Regions from separate parts of the Mus musculus genome. Here region 1 is linked to region 2. A link is a contact called in public promoter capture Hi-C data. All regions are on one chromosome and are shown on one strand. Each heading gives the region's core, a stretch centred on a gene start, on an enhancer-like site or on the middle of the called end of the contact. The rest is flanking DNA. Distances are from core to core; before and after follow the strand shown. Region 1 overlaps Zfp609 (zinc finger protein 609). Region 2 holds the start of Pclaf (PCNA clamp associated factor).

Region 1 (2,700 bases), core at 16-2,515, 130 kb after region 2:
TCCATTTAAAAGCAGAACCTGCCAAAACCCAACAATCACAAGCAGGTAGTGTATGTTTGGGTACATGTCTGTGTCTGTCTGTCTATCTGTGTCCAGAGGGACACAGAATACTTACTATACAAAGTAAGAGATGAGCTTACTTGTGGTATCTAATTATCTAAAGAAGAGAGTAGCAACCTACGTTTTAAAGAGTTATGAAGACAATTCCAAACTAGTACAGGAAGCAAATGTATGTTCTCATAATGATTGATTGCTCTACTGACACCAAGAAGAGATGTGCTTTGGTGAGAGAAGCTGCTTGTGTGACCCATTACCTCGAGATAATTATAAAAGTCACTTGTATATTGCATGTTGAGCTACTGCTTCCCTGGTCTCCTTAAGTTGTTGGGCCATTGTTATAAGGGAGAAGTTGAGGTCAGTAAATTTAGATTTTTCTACATTACTGGAAATAAAAGGCAGTTTTATGTGATTTGTCTGGTGTGGGGGGGGTGTGCACACGCATTTGTGTGTGTGTGTGTGTATGTGTGTGTGTGTGTGTGTGGTCTTTGAGTTCCAGAGCAGCTCATCTCCACCTCCCATCTTGTCCTAGTAATATATTCTAAGTAGATGACCATGATGACAGGACAGCTGACTATTAAGAGACAAATTCTAGCTGTCTTGCTCTACCTCCCATTCCCTCTCCCTCTCACCCCCTTTCGTTCTTTTTTTGGGTTTTTGGTATGTACGTATTTATTGCAACTGTTTTAATTCTAAATTGATGGCAGTGACTCAAAGGACACTGTAGGTATCTTAGGTGGAAACAGTTAATGTGTGCACTGAAGAAGCAGAACACAGCTGTCTCCACAGCAGACCTGCAAAGCCATTGATCTTGGTTTTGTGCACTGCGCCTCACTGTCCCTCTGCTGCAAGACCGCAGTTGTTTTCATCAAGCCATTTTCCTCTTGTAAATAAAAGGTGGTGTGTAATTCATCATAGCCCAACATGAGTGAGCAACAACCAGATGCCACCAGAAGATCCTCCCGGCTTCTCAGTCCTTCCTAGGTGGTTTGTGCAGGACTTGTCCCAGTTTCACACCAGGTAGATGAAGGAACTGTCTCATGAAGGGATGCACGTGGGGAAGTGTACTGGCAAGCTATCCCAGCAGCCACAAAAGCCTTAGGTTTTTCCCACAGCACTTCGGAGTTCATGCTGTTGACATAGTGTCTTCATAGTCCACATATGCAATGTTTATCGTCCTTGGCTTAGAATCGATTTCAAAGGAGACCTGGCCTGCCCCACGTGTCCGCAACTGCTCAGCTGCTGCTCGTTCCAGCACCTGCTGGGCATAGTGTGCCAGTGAGGAAACTTGACCACCACTTAGAATACGTGCTTTGTTTGCTTGCTTCTAAGACAGAGTTTCTCTGTGTAGTCCAGAACTCTCTCTGTAGACCCAGCTGGCCTCACACTTAGACATCTGCCTGCCTCTGTCTCCTAAGTGCTGGGATGAAAGGTGTACGACACCACTGCCCAATGTCTCTATTCTCTTTTGAGTTTCTCACAGTGCCCAGGCTACAGCGTCAAACTCCTTATGTAATGAAAGCTTTCTGCCTCTACCTCCCAGGTGCTGGAATTACAAATGTGAAAGTGTGAACCAACACACGTGGCTTCTGGCTATGTCTTGAAAGTCTAGTTCATGAACATAGTTTAGTAGAAAGAATGATGTAATTGATTCACAGCTTACAATTAAATGTGAGTAAAGGAAACATATCTGAAAGGAAATGAAGAAAGGGTTAAAAGGGAAGCTCTTCAGCTGCTAGTGAGGAGAGTTGGAGGACAGGGCTTCCTGGCTTTACCTGAGCCAACCTGACTGCAGCCCACTGAGTGTGAACTGCTTTTCTAGAGCTGGTGGAGAGAGGTTAGACCACAGAGTATAGAACTCAGGTGTGTGGAACCCATTCTGCTGGAGGCTCGGATCAGCTTGCAGGTTTGGGTATTCCCTCGACCACACTGAGAGGCAGGGAGCCTGGCGCAGCTGATAGAACAGAAGGCTTCAGTGCTAAGCTTTGGGAAATTTGACTCAGGGTGAAAAATCAGAATTCTCAGAAGCGTGTGTTAGCTTCTGCTGCATATTCATAAGAAGTAGAGGATTGGAAAGGAGCGGATTAAAAAGAGTTGTGAGAAACTTTTTATAGATATATATTTACTGTTAGACATTTATTTCATGTATGAGTGTATGTCTCTGTATCATGTGCATCCTGAAACTAAAGTAATGGGAGGAAGGTGCTGGGAATCAAACCTGGGTCCTTTTCAAGAGCAACCAGTGCTCGTAGCCATTGAACCATCCCTCCAGCCCCAGAAGAAGTATTTATAAACAATACATTTTAAATAAGTATTTTAAACGCCTAGTACTTTAATTTTTATTTTATGCATATAGGTTTTTACCCACATGTTTGTCTGTGTACCACATACATGTAGGTAGTACCAGGCCAGAAAAGGACATTGGATCTCCTGGGACTGTGCCTGCAGATGGTTGTGAATCCCAATGTGGGTACTGGAAATCAAACCCAGGTCCTGGGATAGCAACCAGTGATTTCTCTTAATGGTTGACAGTCTCTTCAGCCTCCTTTTAGAGATTTAAAAGCAGGTATTTATTATCAGTTCTTTTAGTAGTAGATTCGTACCTCCTTTAAAGAGACTAGTAGTCAATTGAAAGCTTTACCA
Region 2 (2,700 bases), core at 49-2,548:
AGGCCAGCTTTAGCTACGTAACAAGTTTGGGGCTACCCTGAATTACATGAGAACGTGTGTGTGTGTGTGTGTGTGTGTTATTCCAGCAGTGGGGAGATGGAGGGCAGAAGGATCTGGAGTTCAAAGGTGTTCTTTGTACATAAAAATGTTGAGGCCAGCCTGGGCTACATGAGACCTTGGAAGAAGGAAAAGGGAGGGAAGGAGGGAGAACAAAAGGGAGGAGAGAGTTAAAAAGGAAGGTCGGATAGGGGAAGAACTGGGGAGTAGAGGAGGAGGGAAAAGCAGAGACAAAAGCAAACCAATCTGGGGCAGTGTGGTTAGCTCAGCGGTAGGGTACTTGTTCAACATGGGCAAGGAAGGCCCAGGGTTCAGTTCCCAAAGATTGCATGCATGGTCAAACAGACACTCACATACATCCCCCAACCGGAAACGCGGTAGTACAGTCAATCATCACCATAAATCTAATGAGGAGACACTTAAGTAGCCTCCAAGAAAATAGTAACTGTTAACAATTTTTAAAACACCATTCAGAAAAGAAAAAAAAAAGTTTAAAAATATACTGCCCCTCACCACCAAGACATGAATTTTCCATTGGACCCTCACCCCCATCCAAGCCTGCTGAAAGACTAAGGCTCCCTTAGAGGGCGAGAAAGAAATTTAGGTGTGAGAATGTCAACGGAAACAAATTCCAGAGGAAGGAAACTAAGTAAAAATAAATCCACCGCGGGTCAGGACCACACAGGTTAGTACTGCCTTGCCCGGCCTGATGCTCTCGGGGTGTTACTTCAGAAGCTTCCACGACCCTTCCTACCTTTTCTCGACGAACTTGAAGAATTGGTGACAAAGGTGGAGGAGCCAAGCACCTTCCTAGGGGCTTGAGAAGCCACCGCTGCAGAGAGAGATAAATAGGGGCGTTCAGAAAAGGCAGGAGGGTTCGGATCCCCGAGCTTTGTTCTACAACAGTCCCAGGCCAGTAAAGAGGAGGGAGATGAACAGCAGCAAACGACCTTGCCTGTTCTCTGCAGCTTATTAGCAGTGAGGGCCGGGAGCCTGCCTTCTAGCTGCTCAATGGGAGGCAGCCATGGGCGTCTCCACCCCTGGACAGGCTGCCTAGGGAACCCCCTGCCACCTCGCTGCATCATTTACCTTTTCTGTAGGCTCCTGGAACGTAGTTTGCTTTGGTCCGCACCATGTTCACACAAGAAGAGACAACTTTCACCGTCACCCCAACTGCAGATGTCTCAATTAGAGAAGAACCCGAAAATGATGTTCCCGCCACCGTTTAAATGGGTCTCTTTCCCGCGCGCTCCAAGCGCTTGAGAACCTCGATTCTTATTGGTTCCGCGCCTTCACTCTGGACCAATTGACAGCGTCCAGCAGTGACAGCCTCGAGACTTAAGGTTTTGCTGGCCAGTCAGTCCATCAGCCCCAGTGGTCGTGATTTGTACCTCCCTGGTAGGCGGTGCTAGGACTCTGGGTGGGGGAAGAGGGGGGCACGAAGTATGGAGGTGAGGTAGATAGGTTGTGAACTAGCCAAAATAAAACCAAGTAGAGATAGGGATTGTAAAATTTCTTCAAAAGTTACCAGAGTTAAATCCATGATAATTAAACACTGAAAGTGAAAATTAAGTGGACTTTTCTATGTAAATCATAACTAAAGTTTAGTATCCTAAGGATGAACCCTACTGTGTTCTAAAACAACTTTCTGAGGCGGGAGAAAGGAAAACTCAATTTAGTTTATTTAGTTTACAGTGTTTTAAAAACCGTTTTCAGATCGCATGAGACAAAAAATTAGGACAAATTGTCCATACACATATAAAAATAAGTAAATAAAATTTAAAAAACATGGCCAAAGAATTTTTTAAATGCCAAATGTAAAAGGGTCACAGCACCAACCCACGTGAGGATAACCCTGCAAAAAAGAGATCATATTGTCTGACCCATATTTCAAATTACAATATTCCTAAGAATTTGTGTTTGTTCTGAATGCCATGCACGAAACAAAACCGTATGTGCTTGCTGCAGAATGCTGTCTGTTAATGCTTGTTTAAAAGATGACCCTTCAGCATGTTACAGAACTACTTTTCTGCAGTGAATTATGCTTGAACAGCAATGAAATCTATTCAGGGCCTTAACCAAATCAACAATTAATAGTATATTCAATTTAAAGATTTTAAAGCCAGGCCTACTGCACCTTGTAATCTCAGCCCTGAGGAGGCAGAGAGACTGGGAAATTGTGAGTTCCTTGCCAGTCTGGGCTAGATCACAATATTTTAGAAAAAAGAAAAAAATATAGAAAGGAAGAAAAGAAAAGGGGCACAGTAGTTGAGAGTATTGCTGCTTTTTCAGAGGAACCCAGTTCAATTCCTAGCACTAGCATGGCAGTTCATTCATGGCAGTAACCAAGCTCCAAGTGACTTGGCACCCTCACACAGACATGCAGGCAGGCAAAATGCCAATACACATAAAATTAAAATAAATCGTTTATTTAAAAAAAGAAAGGAAGGAAGGAAAGGAAAGAGCTAGACCGAAAAAACAGGAGCTGGAGAGGTAACTCAGCAGTTAAGAGAACTGGCTACTCTTCCAGGGACCCTGGAGTACACAGGTTCAATTCCTAGCACCTCCATATCAGCTCACAACTGTTTGTAACTCCAGCTCCAGGGGATCTGACACATTGACACAGACACACTCAGGCAAGAT

What was found. Promoter capture Hi-C pulls out the DNA fragments that hold promoters and counts their contacts.
Region 1: a promoter capture Hi-C map of liver shows a contact between it and region 2, with 2.3 times the contacts expected there. The contact joins the enhancer-like site here to the promoter of Pclaf in region 2. A contact is called at or near these places in 5 of 39 promoter capture datasets (cranial neural crest, embryonic stem cells, liver and 1 more), 2 of 15 datasets of contacts at CTCF or cohesin (CD8 T cells and the NIH/3T3 cell line) and 1 of 115 datasets of contacts at active chromatin or transcription factors (the SCID.adh cell line).

Annotation. Positions count from the first base shown.
Region 1 is chr9:65,758,761-65,761,460 of GRCm38.p6, reverse strand. All of the region lies in intron 2 of Zfp609 (zinc finger protein 609), which reads left to right. Among named protein-coding and RNA genes, the nearest start is that of Zfp609, 67 kb to the left of the region's middle. Within about 2 kb of position 1,265, at least 11 of the 459 cell types and tissues checked have an H3K27ac peak or open chromatin away from gene starts, as enhancers often do. A contact at or near this core is called in liver, where this site is marked.
Region 2 is chr9:65,888,921-65,891,620 of GRCm38.p6, reverse strand. Pclaf (PCNA clamp associated factor) reads right to left here and starts at 1,298. Exons shown (of 4, transcript NM_026515.2): 1 at 1,147-1,298; 2 at 812-889. The coding sequence starts at 1,192. The region is part of intron 1 of Trip4 (thyroid hormone receptor interactor 4); the gene reads left to right.